Linked DNA regions of Mus musculus: all the other regions are linked to region 2. A link is a contact called in public Hi-C and HiChIP or PLAC-seq data. All regions are on one chromosome and are shown on one strand. Each heading gives the region's core, a stretch centred on a gene start, on an enhancer-like site or on the middle of the called end of the contact. The rest is flanking DNA. Distances are from core to core; before and after follow the strand shown.

The links. A called contact is a pair of places that touch in the nucleus more often than the background predicts. HiChIP or PLAC-seq counts read pairs in DNA pulled down with a chosen protein or histone mark.
Region 1: a contact with region 2 is called in an H3K27ac HiChIP or PLAC-seq map of extraembryonic endoderm stem cells. The contact joins two enhancer-like sites. A contact is called at or near these places in 4 of 115 datasets of contacts at active chromatin or transcription factors (embryonic stem cells, extraembryonic endoderm stem cells and pancreatic cancer cells).
Region 3: a Hi-C map of extraembryonic endoderm stem cells shows a contact between it and region 2, with 4 times the contacts expected there. The contact joins the promoter of Ing1 here to the enhancer-like site in region 2. A contact is called at or near these places in 1 of 484 Hi-C or Micro-C datasets (extraembryonic endoderm stem cells) and 1 of 115 datasets of contacts at active chromatin or transcription factors (epiblast stem cells).

The regions. Positions count from the first base shown.
Region 1 is chr8:11,390,897-11,395,643 of GRCm38.p6, forward strand. The region is part of intron 4 of Col4a2 (collagen, type IV, alpha 2); the gene reads left to right. Among named protein-coding and RNA genes, the nearest start is that of Gm46030, 53 kb to the left of the region's middle. Within about 2 kb of position 2,870, at least 141 of the 459 cell types and tissues checked have an H3K27ac peak or open chromatin away from gene starts, as enhancers often do. A contact at or near this core is called in extraembryonic endoderm stem cells and pancreatic cancer cells, where this site is marked.
Region 2 is chr8:10,663,425-10,667,688 of GRCm38.p6, forward strand. No RefSeq gene overlaps it. Among named protein-coding and RNA genes, the nearest start is that of Gm32330, 7.8 kb to the right of the region's middle. Within about 2 kb of position 2,522, at least 121 of the 459 cell types and tissues checked have an H3K27ac peak or open chromatin away from gene starts, as enhancers often do. A contact at or near this core is called in epiblast stem cells, extraembryonic endoderm stem cells and pancreatic cancer cells, where this site is marked.
Region 3 is chr8:11,553,998-11,558,758 of GRCm38.p6, forward strand. Ing1 (inhibitor of growth family, member 1) reads left to right here and starts at 2,460. Exons shown (of 2, transcript NM_011919.5): 1 at 2,460-3,048. The coding sequence starts at 2,913.

The DNA.
Region 1 (4,747 bases), core at 1,620-4,119, 730 kb after region 2:
ACACTCATACATATAAAAGTAGATAAAGTCTTTAGAAAGTAAAAGGGTGTCGATGGGGCTCAGTCAATAAAGTGCTTGCCCTGAATTCAGAACCACATCCAACCCCCAGTTCCTACTGTGGTGTCAGGAAGATCAGAAGTTCAGTCATCCATTGCTACAGGGTGAGTTTGAGGCCACCCTGAGCTACACAAAACACTGTCTCCAAGGAAGAAGGAAGGGGGGGGTTGTCATGCCTCCTGAGTCATTCTCTGGATTGCAGAAGGATGTCACTGGGTCTCCTGTCTGCATAACTGATCCATGCATTAGCTTCCCACAGACTGAGATGGGAGGTAGAGCTCCTATGGTCTGTGTTTATTCAGGATACGTGTTCAGTGACATCAGAAGGGTCATCCTAGATGAGAATCCGAGGGAGGAAGTGCAGAGACACCAGACTCACTTACAGAACCGTAGTCCTGTAAGCTTAGCCTCTTAATCACTGTCCAGAAGACACGCTTAACCTGAAGGCTGCGACAGTGTCATAGGAGAGGGGGGTACCCCAAGGACCACCTCAAGGACTGGCAGGTCTTATCTTAGGACTCCTCCCAAAGAGTAGATCCTTCTAAAGGTGCAAGGAAGAAAGGCTGTGTGTGATGTTGTGTGATCTGATGTGGACTGTCTGCCTTTGACCTTCCCAGAATTGAACGTCAACGGTTAGGGCTGGAGTGTAGCCCAGTGGCAAAATACTTGCTTAACATATACAAGGATGTGGGTTCTGACTCCAGCAAGGGGTGGGACTGGGACTGGGAATGTGGCTCCATTGGTAGCTTGTTTCCCTAGCATGCACAAGGCCCTGTGTTGGGTTCCCAGCACTGCAGAAACTGGGCATGGGGCTCATACTTGTAATCCCAGGGCGGGTAGATGCTGGAGGATTAGAAGCCCAAGATCATTCTTGGCTAGGTAACAATTTGAGACTAGTCTGAGCTAGAAACCCTGTCTAAAAAAATAAGAGCAAACCAAATATACTAACAAAGCCCTTCAGAGGCCACATGGGTATGAGATAAAAGAGACAGAGAACTCCAGAGCTGTTCCAGAAGCGTCCTTAGGCCCTTTAGGGCTGCAGTCAGCACCTCCCTGGTGAGGTGAGGTCTCTTGGTAGGAGGTATTCTCAAGCTTTTCTTTCCAAGTGCCATTCATGTGCCTTATGGTGGCTCCTCCACCTCCCAGCACGGAGTTCTGGCCATTCAAAGACCACAACATCCTGCCTTCTCAGATAGGGTGTGGTGGTCAAGTGACATGAACAGTCATCACCGATGCCTCGGCCACCCACAGACTTTCCTCCCAGTCCATCGTCTGTGGTCCATCTCCTAGCCTCTCCACCTCAGAAGTCACTTTTATACCCTTTTATCTTGTCCCTAATCCATATCGCCACCAGCTCTGTTCTGTTCTGCTCTTCTTCCCCCATACCTGTCCTGCCTTGCCTGGCTTCACACCTGAGTCCCTTTCTACAGGAGCATGCCCCAGGCTGCCAGTGGGTTTCCAGAACCACATGGCCATCTCCGGTGAGAGCTCACTCTCTCGGAATGTACAAGGCTGGTTGGCCACACCCCCCACCTCAGTTTCCCTCAGAGAATGAGCATAGTGACAATATGTGTCCTGAGTTTTACAGGAATTAAAATCTAATGTGTTAACAAAGGTGGAAATGGCTCTTAGCAAAGATCCAAGGCTGTTAGGTATGTGCTGACTCAGTCCTGGGGAGGAATTCATTCTAATGTCACTTGAAGTCATTGTTGCAAGTGCTGTCAGGGTAAGCATGGGAGCAGGCTCCCAGTGTCAGTAGTTGGCATACTTTACTTTAACAAGATTAAAAGACAGATTATGAGTTATTGACTTAATTACTCTAAGAGAAGTGGGGTATGATAGCCCCTTGGACTAACTGGAATTAGGCAATCACAGTTTTCCTTGGGATTATCCCCAAGGGAGGTTAACAAATAAGGGACTTGCCCTCTGTTCCCTAGAGCTGAGTCATGTGACCCTGGAAAGACTCAAAACTTTCAAGCCAGAGGACAGGTTTCCTAACTTCGCCTGCAGGCTGAGAATGACTGCCACCTGGTGTTGGCTACTGGAACTGCACTATTATCCCCCTTGGCCCTGTTCCTTCCACCAGGAATGTTGATTTCATTTCAAATTTTCAAAACTGAGATATCCAGTAAACATTAAAATTATTTCCTTTTTAGGCTTTTACAGACTTCTGTCAATACACACCCCTTTTCCTCTACAACTTTTGACCCCCTGTGAACCACAGCGGTCCCACTAAGGTCCTACCCATTGCTAAGCATGTTCAAGTTCAGCTCAGTCATGCTTAAAGCAGCCAGGTTCAGACATTACCGGCCTGAGCTTTCTGGAGGAGGAACACCCAGCATTCCAGAGCCTGCCTCACCCGCGCCTTGGCTGCCCACGATATTTCATTATCTAATCAGATGCTGAGCAGGGTCTGATACTCAGGCCTCCTTCCATGAGCCTGGGTGGTCTCCTTGATGACTTCATCATGAGGGCCCGGGGAGCATTCTGTCTGCTGTGTAGACAGAGAAGCCAAACCCTCTAAGGAGCCAACAATCAGCAGTTCCCCGGGGCAGTGCAGGGCTAAGACAAGACTTTCCTGAATGGCTCCAGGGGACTACAGAACTGAATGGGGCTGGGACAGTAAGGGTGGCAGCCTTCTCTGAAGGGCAGCGCCCCCTCGGTTGAACCTCAGAAACTGTGATGTTACTATAGTGGTCTTCAAAGGGGTTCAGGCTAAGGATGTAGCTCAGTGGCGAAGCTCTTACCTCGCACACGCCAGACTCTGGGCTCAAGCCTCAAAAACCACAAAAAAAAAAAAAAAAAAAAAAAAAAAAAACAGAAGGAAAGTGTTCTAAAAATAGAACTAGGGGTGAATTGGGAGGACTGTGAGTGAGGCAGAGCCAGATATGTGAGCAGCCAGCCATTCGGCAGACGGTTTGTGGAGCAAGAGGTGAGAGCCAGATGCTGGGAACTGCTTAGGAGAGACGATTAAGGGAGCCGGGCCACCAGGCCACCACTGTAGGCTCACAAGTGTCAGGCATCAGCAGGAGGTTTAATAGGAGCCTGACAGGGAGTCCCTCCTCTAGTTCAGGACAGACTTGGCTAGTTTAGAGCCTTTTTATTTTCAGCAGAATTTGGAGGATCAAACTTTTTAATCTTCTCCACTATTTTGTTTGGTGGTGTGTGTGTGTGTGTATGTGTGTGTGTGTGTGTCTAAGAAATTTTTTACAAGCCCAAAGTCTCAGTGTTTTCTTCTACCCGTTTTGCAGGTGGGAGCTGCGGATTGGTTTAGCTTTATTATTTCTCTCTCTCTCATTTGAGTCTGAGCCACTACAAGTGGATGTCCCTGAGTTGGGTCCTGGGAGTAAAAGCTGAATGTCTGCTTCAACGTGTGTGGATTTAATTAATTAACTAATCAATTGTGGGGGAGGGGCTCACGTGTGCCTTTGTGTGTGTATGGAGGTCAGAGGACAACTTTTGGGCATCAGTTCTCTCCCTCCCCCATGTGCGTCCCGGGTCCGGAACTCAGACCATCCATCTTCAGAGCAATCTCCTCTACCAGCTGAGCCATCTCACCAAGCCAGACGCCATTTGCTTTTTAACCACAATCTGTTAAATAGCTTTGGAAAGTAGCTCTCAGTCTCTTGTGTCACGTACTGTTAGGTGGGTACTCTCTCGTTTCCCTTGCAGGTGACATAACACGTCCACACACGTGAACCGTCACCCTCATGAACAGTAGACAGTTCCAAATCCTAGGGCACAGAACACGTGTCCTGGATCCTGAAGGAGCCCTTTCTGCCATCATGGACATCTTGTGAATTCGCCAGTGTATGCCATCAGCTTGCAGAAATTCATTAGGACTTAGGAATTCCCCAGGATCGTCAAGAGTCGTGGTCTACTGCCCTCAGAGGAAGGGAGAGTCTGCAAGGGGCTGGGGAGGGTAGGAGGGTCTGGGGCTGGTGCCCATGAAAGGTGAGGCAGGAAGAGTCGGTTTAGGAAGGAGAGGGGATTTCCTACCATTCATCCTTTGCGTCACTGGGAGTCTATTCTGCTCTACCCGGAAAGGCTGCAGCCAGATTGAACATCCTGGTGTGCAGGGGCCGGTTCTGTCCTTGGGGGTGGGTGTTTGGGCTTATCTGGCCTTTGTCCAAAATGTCCTGTCGCCTCTGCCTGCACACGTTCTGATGACACTTGGCCCCTTTTCCAGATGTAAACTTTTCCAAATTCGGGAGCATTCTCAGGAGCCTGGAATTCTAAGCACACCTCTTACTTAGCCATATAACTTAATAACATTGGCTTTGATTGGCCTTGCCGTCCACCAAAAATGACTTGTGACCAGGTACACACCAGGTGTGACTCCAGAAAGGGAATGATGGGGGGTCAAGCGGACAAATCCCTTATCCCATTTATTCTGTCTTCTAGGGATGTTTAATTAAAGTTAATGTTTAGCTGACATAATGGGGGTGTTTGTTTGTTTGTTTTTGGCTCTGCTTGACTCAATGAGCCAGACCTGTCTCTGAGCTAGAACTTAGTCCTAAGTTTCTTATTTTAAAGATAACTGTCTTCTCCCTTAAGGGCCATGTGGAGGGAAGTGTGGGACATGCTGTTATTCCGACAGCAATGCACACAAGAACCTAGGAATTGTGTGAGACAGAGATTCAGGGTTCCGGAGCCATGCCAGGGACAATGTACTTCTAGTAAATTCAGC
Region 2 (4,264 bases), core at 1,272-3,771:
CCAATATGGGAGGTCAAAAGCAAAGGAATCCAATCTGGCGAGTCCCATTTGTTTTACTGAACTTTATCTGGAGACAAATTATGAAGAAGCCAGTCTGAGCTCTTAGTGCCTTGATCTTGTCTTAATTATGATGAAGAAACAGACAGGTGCTTTACCAACTCTTCATCTCACCAGAGACCTACTCTTTGAGGGAGCTGGGTAGACTTCATCAGGATATACACTAAGCACGCCCTCCTTCCCAGCAACTGACACCTTCCACAGAGCCAGGGCTCTCTGTGGCAGGCACTAAGCATCAGCAGCCTGCTGATAATTCTCTGACAACTTCATCAGCCTCCTGGAATACAAACAGCCATAGAAATATTGACCAGTTGGATTCTCCGGCCTTCAGAGTGTGAGCTCTATGGTTGTATCCAGACACTTCTGTTCCTACAACTGAAGTAGAGATGACAGTCTCAGCACACAGCAGACATCAAGCAACAGCAAGAAGATGACACCATTTGGTGAGGTTCCTCTAGCTGTGCAGCCTCGTGGTATGAAACATAACCCTTGGCTTCCCCATTTATAACACAAGCTGGCCTTCGAGAAAGCTTAGTTCCTCAGAGTCTCTTCCATGTAAAAGAGCACTAAGGGGTTTTGTTCCTGTTTTTCTTTCAAACGTCAGAAAAGCAGACTCTGGAGTAGAGACTGAAACCTTGGGGCGTGTTCTTGAGTTTGAAATAGTAAACAAATTAAAGAATTGTTTTCAACAACCCTGTACTTCTCAGGTTGCCATGGGAACAGGGGTCAGCCTGTGGGGACTGGAGGAGTCTTTCAGAAGGGATAGACCACCTGTGGTGAAGCTAACCTTTGAAGAAAGCCGGTTTGCTCCCTGCATAAAGCCTGAAGACTACCCTGAGAGAAATCCTACTCGCCTCTGGTCTGTTCCCTAGAAGTGACATACAGCCATCATTCAAATTAATGTCTGTGCAACTATGTTTGAAATGATCAGCTGGTTGGCCGAAAAGGAGCAGCTGGTTGGGGTTTCTTCTAGCTACCAATGGCAGACAGCCTCGGCAGACTTTAAGCAGTTTTAGCAGTTAGTAATTGTTTGTACTGATTACCACATTCAGGATTCGATTCACCTATAAGGGTGTGTGACCTGCCACATTTATGATTATGGGGAGAGGACTAAATCATTAGCTTTGATAGTTCTCAGAGCTGTTTATTGTGTCTCTGGAAGGCTAAATGAATGAATGTGTCAGTGTGATGCTGGTATTGGTTGCAACTTCCCAAACATAAAGTATGCCCATTTCTTGGATCACTAACTCAAATACACTAATGCTACCACTACAGATAAACAAACAAACAAACACAGAAGTCATTCCTTGCTTTGGATTGAGATAAATACTTCTTAGAGAATTCCCTTATGTTTATGTAGCTTTCTATATTTGAATGAGACAGAGCAAAGATCTGAACAATAATATTCATGTTTACAGCTAGCCTTCTTGGATCAGTGCCCAAGTGAGGTGGCTAATAGGATCAGCTCTGCGGCCTACTGTACCTCCATGCCCTCCCTGGGGAAGCTGCACCCTGGCACCACACTGGGATCTGGAATCCAAAGAATGTGTTTGCATTTATCCCACAACTCTCCTTTACTCAGGGGTCCACCCCTGGGATTCCATTCTGGTGACTTTCAAACGTGTAATTACTCATTAGTCCGTTCCCACAGTCATGGGGAGGACTTGTTTACTGTTCAGAGAGGGTGGGGAACGGAGTCTGGGAGTCTGCGTCAGTTGAATATCATGAATAAACACACATCTGCCGTGACCACAGCGTTCCTGAGCACTGGAGATTTAGGAATCAAAGTCTATGTCTTCGTTCTTCAGCTCTGGCACTCTCGGAAATTTGCCTGTAGACCGTCCAATAGCAGCCCCTGGTCCCGCCTGCGTCTAAGGCTCCTGTCAATAAATGATGAGCTGGGTTTGTGCAGCTTGCACTTCTATGTTTCTTGAGAGACCTGGTTCTGGTTAACACAGCCCTGTACTTTGGCCACACAGAGTTCTGGTGTCTCCTCAGGAGGTGAGAAAAGATGTGCCTCCCCGTGTCACAGCTCTCCAATACAACAGAAAGAGGCTCAAATCACATGCACAGAGCACTGGGCAGTGGGGAATCTCATCTGCAATCACCACAGGGCACAGTGAGTCCCCAAACCTCACACAAGCATACTTAGTTGCTGAGAATCACCCACCGGTGGTGTATTCACTTGGTCTGGCCTTGAAATATTTAGGCCATGAAGATAGTCTATGGATTGTGTAAATGACATTTTTTTTTGTTTTTGAGACACAAGTGCACGCAGAGTTGCCAAGCCAGTCAGTAGAGTATTATCTATAAAACAAACACGCCAGAACACCTTTCCTCAAGTCCCCCTTTTACCTCCAGGCCTCAAGCACCAAATTGGAGTTCACAGTGTTACAATAAGGTCTCCCTGCAAGTACAGATCCAATGCCAAGAGGATGGAGGGAGTTGTCTAGGGAACAGAGTAGGAGGACTGGGCTTAGTGACTAAGAGTTGTATTCTGGCTGAGATGCTAATGTTCCGGTGACCTCAGCCAAGTCCTGTAAATTGTTACTATCTGCAAAGTGGAGATAATCGACAGCCCTGCCCATCCTGCAGGAAGGCCGGCAGAGACTAATTAGAGAGCTCATTTGAGATTCAAAGTACTTTGTGGCCCACAAGGAAAGTGTTGGAAGAACAAAGGAAAAAGCTTGCGCTCTGCTCCTGCAGTCTGGGGACCACACCAAAGACTCTCCCAGGAATTCATCTGTTGGAGCACCAGTGTTTGTTAATTAACTGGTATTAGGAAGTCATTGTGGCTACCAGGGGTTAATGGAAAGACTGAACTTGCTGAGATGGGTCTATAGAGGTGTAAATCGAGGCTTCCTTTGCTGAAGGAGAGGAAGGGGTCCCTAAGCTAAGCATCAGGCTGCCTGGAGTTAGACATCCAGTCTTGCAACTATCTTCTAGAAATTCCAAGCAGGTTGCATGCAATATAGACATGTTTCATTTCAATGTAATAAAAACAAAAAGAAAACAGAGCTATTATTATTTTTACTATATCTAAAACAAAATTATTTTAAGAAATAAAGAGAACAAATTCATTGAGATGCCCTCAGTAATTCTTTTGTAATTTTGGAGAAGAGTTTTATCCATGTAGGAAATGGTATGGGAGCCTGTACACAGAGGTACACATGCATATATGTGTGTACGTACACACACACACACACACACACACACACACACACACCAGCCAAATCAGTTGTCTAGCAAGAAACCAGCATGATATTCAGGGACCCTTCCAGAAGAGTTTGGAGACCACCAAAGATGAAGTGAATGGTAACTTCAGAGTGAATGAAATTGATCCCCAGAGTTTCCAAAGCATGGCTCTGTGTTGCAGGAGGAGCCCGGGGAGCAGATGGGACATTATGAGAGCCAGTGAGATGCCTGTTTTTTCATTGACACTGCCTTTTGGCAGTACAGTCCATGGAAGCCATAGGACAGAGAGAAAGGGGTGTTACTGAAGATCCAAGGACCTTGCTCCCCGACCTGTGTGCTTCCTTTCTCTCCCGAGTGGGTACCCAGATGTGTGCATAAGCAGGTGCATGAAGTCTAGATGTCTCTAGACAACCCAAGCATTCTGGTTGGATACTGCTCTACAGAGGCAAAGCATGAAACACCGCAACGGGGTTCAGAACATGTCATCCTGAAACAGATTCTTTGAACATGAAGAAATCAAGAGACAGGGAAAGTGCCTTGGTCTCCAATGTTAATCCTGGAAGCACAGAAGAAAAAGAATAAGATAATGGAGGCTCAGGAAACTCAGAGCTAGAATGCTGTCGTTGGCCAACATGGGGGTTTTACTACACTTGGTCAGTCTTGGATTCTGGGGCCTGGATTGTTGATGGAGGCTGGCAGGAGAACCCTCCTTACGAGAACATCCTTAAGGGAGATAAAGCCATCCTTCCCTTCCCTAAGCTTCCCAGATCTTTGAAGGTCTCAGAGAGCATACTAGGTAGATTCCTAAGCAATGTCTAACAGACAAAAGTCATAGGAAACATGTTGCCCCCTGGCCTCTTCCAACATAAGGGGACCACAGAAACTAGGTGCTTTCAGCAGTGCTGCTCCAAAATTGGGATTGAGAGGAGTGAGTGTGCATGGCACATGGGAATTCATTGCCACTGCACATAACATCCTCTGCACATAATGTTTACTGCACATAACGTCCACC
Region 3 (4,761 bases), core at 1,210-3,709, 890 kb after region 2:
TCTGCTGTACAGAAATAGGTTTTCCTAAAAATTGTATTTATCCACTTAGTGTGTATGGAGCAGGAGGGTACATGGGACATGGTGCTTACACGGAGACCAGAGGACCAACTCTGTGATCTGGGTTCAATCTCTCCTTTCACCATGTAGATTCAAGGGTTAATTCAGGTTAACTCGGCCATCTCCCTAGCCTTTGCTTTTCTATACAGTATAAATATACAAAAGCTTGATGTAAGTTAATTTTATCAATTGGTCTTTTGAGCTTGCTCAGAAAGCCAGTTTATAAAGCTAATTAGTACACAATTGCCAATCTATTTCCAGAATGTAAAAACATTGTAGTTAGCATGTGACAGGCACTTGTGAAATAATTCTGGTCAATTGAATAAAATACCTTTTGGGTTTGTGTGTCCATGAATTCAATAAACAGAATGGAATGGTTATTAAAGCATATGTAACTCTGAAAGATAACCAGGTTCAAACTCCAGCTTGGTTATCTTTGGAAAAGGTCAACTATTCCTAATCTTCATTAAACCTAGATAAATGTTCATTCATGGCCCAACGCACGCTGCGACTAAAATACCTGTTTCTTAATTGCTATTGTGCCTTTAAACTGGTTATAAGATCTGAGGAAAAGGCCACATTTCATATTCAGTTCTGTACCCCTCTCCACACTTAATTACACGTCGTGTTCTCAAGCCATGCAGTTAGCCTTTTGTGCAACTATTTTCTTCTGGCAATTACGTGGAAAAACTTCATTATTCTGGTTTTGACTAGGGCTGAAAGCAGTTGGTTCTGCTAGTAAAAACCAGCACCAGACAGCCAAGCGAACTTCCTCCTGCAGAAATGCACTGCCCTGTGCTTCAGAAGCAAACGACCCAATCTGAACGATCTAACTCAACTGACAGTCTCTGGCTGCGTTATGACCCTCCACAAGACTCTATTTAAGATATACAGCGTTGGAAATGTCGTAGATGTCACGGGGTTGCATGGAGTACTTTCACACCTGCCGAAGGGGGTAGGGCATCACAGTGTTTCCTGAACCTGTTCCAAATCCTTTCCAATTACACCCTCTAGTTCTGAAGCGGTGAGTCTTGTTCTGCCGGAGGATGAATGCCTGAGGCTGAAACACGGCAAACTCCAGATGGCTGAAGGCTGCGAGCTGACCCGGCGCAGCAGACACCGCAGGCGAGGCAGAGCGCCATCACCAGCCCTGCGCACCTGAGGCCACAGCAGCGGGTCCACCGCTCTCGCCCAGGCGGCCGAGCAAGATTGAGGACCTGGGACTCAGAGGGGCGAATAGGACAGCCGCACCACAGTCCCAGCCATACAAAGGCGCGAATGTGGCGACCACAGGCCAGGCTCCGCCCCAGGGCGGTGCCTAGGCAGGAAGAGGGCGGGACCGCCGGGGCCCGTCGCCTAGGCAACCCCTCGCTCTGCCCGGGCTTTTCAGAAAGCCCTAAATCCGGCAGCTGTGGGGGAAGGGCGGGATGGGAAGCTGAAGGTTGTGCTCCCCTGCGGGAAGCACACTGCGGTGCCCGCTGCCAACTCAGTGTGACGAGGACATGGGCAGCCTCAGATGCGGCAGGGAGGGGAAGAGCTAGTTAGGATCAGAGAAGAGCTGCTCCCGCCAGCCCGCCCACCGTAGATCTCCGCGCTGAAAAGAGCACCCCTCGGGGGCCCCTTTGTCTCCAGGCCATTCTAAACCCAGCACCGGGAGGCGACACAAAGGGACGATGGGGGCGGAAGGCGCAGGCGCGTGGAGGCGCCGAGGATGCTGGGAGTGGTGGTCCCTTTGCGTGTCGATAGCTGCCCTCCCGCGCGGGTCCGCATCCATCGCCAGGGAGCTGCGCCTGCGCGTCCACTTCCGCCTCGCTCGGCTCCGCCCGCTCGTCCCTCCTGGAAGAGGACAGCTCTCTAGTACTAGGCGTGCGGGGGGCGTTGCCGATCCCACCACACCTCCTTCTCGTCCAGATTGGCCGCAGAGGTAAGAGTCGCAAGGGGATTGGCTGACGCCGTTGCCATTTCTGTTCGGGGGCCCTATTTATACCGCGCTAGGAGGCGGGGGAATGCAGTTAACCCAGCGGAGGGTGGCTCTTCTCAGGTTAGTCGGTTTGAAGGCAGCGATCTGGAGGCTCGTCCGGCCCCGGCGTGTCTCGAGGAGCAGGCTAGCACCCCGCGGTTCCCGGCCGGCGTGCGGCTCCGCCCAGTAGGTCCGCCACCGAGTGTCAAACTCCTAGTAAAGTTTCGCGTCGCCGGTCTCCCCTGCCCAGGCGACCCCGCCGCTGTCCCCTCGGCGACCCTGGCCCCCAGCGACAATGACAGGCCACGCCCCCGCGCGGGCCGGCCTCGCGGCCCGCCGCCCCCCGGCCCGGGACGGTGAGGGGCGTGAATGCGGTGGGGGCGGGGCCGCCTCCGGGAGGAGGGGTGGCGGGGCGCATGCGCGCTGCGCGCGGGGCTGAATGTTTCCCAAGTGTTTGAAACTGGTATTTGGGTTTTCCACGTTGGACAAGTGCGGCGAGGCGGGCGGCGGAGCGCGCCCTTCCCGCAGCCGGCCCCGCTCTCTCCGCTCTCCACGCTGGTGGCGGGTGGGCGGCGGTGGCCGGCCCTCTTTGGGTGTGTGCGCGCTAGTACGCACGGCCCCCCGCGCCGCCCGCCGCCCGGGAGGGGGCCTGCACGGCCGGCGGGGTGTGCGCTTGAGCTTCGGCCGCCGCGGCCCGCGCCTGCAGGCGCCGGGGTCCCCGCGGCCCCGGAGGCGGCGCGGCAGGCGCCAGATGTAGCCGCCGGCCAGCCCGGCCGGAGCGGCGGGGGGGCGCGGAAGGGCGAGAGAGCTTTGCATTTTGCAGTGCTGTTTGAGGGGGGCGGGGGGTGGAGGAAGCGGAAAGCCGCCGAATCGCCGGGGACCTCCGGGGTGAACCATGTTGAGTCCTGCCAACGGGGAGCAGATCCACCTGGTGAACTATGTGGAGGATTACCTGGACTCAATCGAGTCACTGCCTTTCGACCTGCAGAGGAACGTCTCGCTGATGCGGGAGATCGACGCCAAATACCAAGGTACGGCGGGTGATGGATGGGCGGGGGCGGCCGCGTCCATCCCTGGGTCCCGGCGGCGAGGCTGACCGGTCCTGCTGGAGCCGGAGCGCCCGGTAGCGTCCTCGGAGGGCTAGGAACAAAAGGTCTGGAGCGCCTTTGATACGCCGAGGTCCTTGTGTACCGAGCTCCGGGACATGGAGAAGGAAGGAGCGCGAACGGCTGGCTGCAAGGCTGCGCGACCAAAGCGCTCTTTGTAGTGAAGTGATGAGGCGGTGCTGCGGGGGAGGGGGCGCGGGGCTCGGCCGCGTCCTCGGGGAGGGGGTGAAGGCGGCCGCGCGAGGTGGAGTGCTATGCGGGCGCCGCGGCCGTAGGGCGCGGGCACCGGGCTAGAGAGAGGGCTGCGGGCCGTACTCCGGCGGAGCTGAGTGCGGGTCCGGAGAGTCGCCGCCTCCCGCCAGGTTCTGGTTCTAAGTGTTACATAAAGTACTGGGCAGTCCTGACTCGGGGTCGCGCGATCGCCCAGGCCCTGCTCTCCTGGGCCCTCTCTTGGCTCTGGACAGGGCTCCGGGCCGACTGCGAGGGGCGCCGGCGCGGTGTGTCTTGGGGAGGAAGAGGGTGAAAGGGAGGATCGCAGCCGACTAGGTGTACGACTGCGCTGCGATCGGTGGACGCGAGCTGGGCTCTGGCTGGAGAGGAGCGGGGCAGGTGAGGGACCTGCAGCCCACCCGAAGACCCGGGCTGCCCAGAGTGGCGAAGAGGCGGAGCCTGCGTGCCCGCCGGGAACTGTTGGCTGTTGGGGAAACTTTGCTGTGAGGTCAGGGGGCTCTGTTTTGAACGTGGATGGCCGCTCGGAGTTTACTCTTGTTTACAGAACTGCGCAGCAGGGAAACGGAAGAGTTGGGGGTGGTGGAGGGCCACTGCCCAGCACTGCATACAGAGACTTGCTGGGGAAAGCGCCCCTGCGCGCTCTATCCGAGATGCAGCTTCGCAGCTCGGTTTATAGGAGAATCATTAGCATATTGCGGAACGTTCCGCCTCTGCGGCCCTTTGATTGGTCGCAACATCCCCCGTGGAATGTCCTTATCATTGTGCTACAGAGTCATTGGGGGGCGGGCAGTATGGGGGCGGGCTTTGCTCGGGACTCGCTCCAGTCTGTGTTTCCGCTGTCTGCTTTTTTTTTTTTTTTTTTCCTCTGGTAGAGGGCCGGGCGGAGAGAGGAGGTGAGTTGATTTGAATGTCTTCGGGTCGCCCGTCCTCTGGCCTTGGGTTGGCTCCTGTCGCTGCTGGGGCGGGCCACCGTCGCTGGCTCTGCGCGCTGATTGGTGTACCTCCTGGTCTCCGCCCTCAGCGTCGTCGACTCACATAGGCTTCGGGCGGGGCGGGGCAGGGCGGGGCGCGCTTCCTGAGTCTCGTAGGCTGGAGTGGATCGCGGCCACTTTCCGGCTGCGAGGCTATGGCGGCGGTGGCCTCCGGGAGGATGCTGCGCTTACCTTCTCTGCTCTGGCTCCCCGCGGGAGCCTCTGATCGCTTGTCGCGTTTCCGGTAGGCTTGAATGAGCGGGAGTGCCTCTGTCGGGACTGCGGGTCTGTGTGTCCCGTGCTGTCCTCCTGCGGGCTCGTGTGTCCGAATGGCTCTAGAATATTCAAGTCCTTGCTCAGAACTACTGTTGGCAGACCGAGTTTTTGACGGCCGCCTTAGTGCTTCAGATGTAGAAGAGTTCGAAAGGAGGGTCTA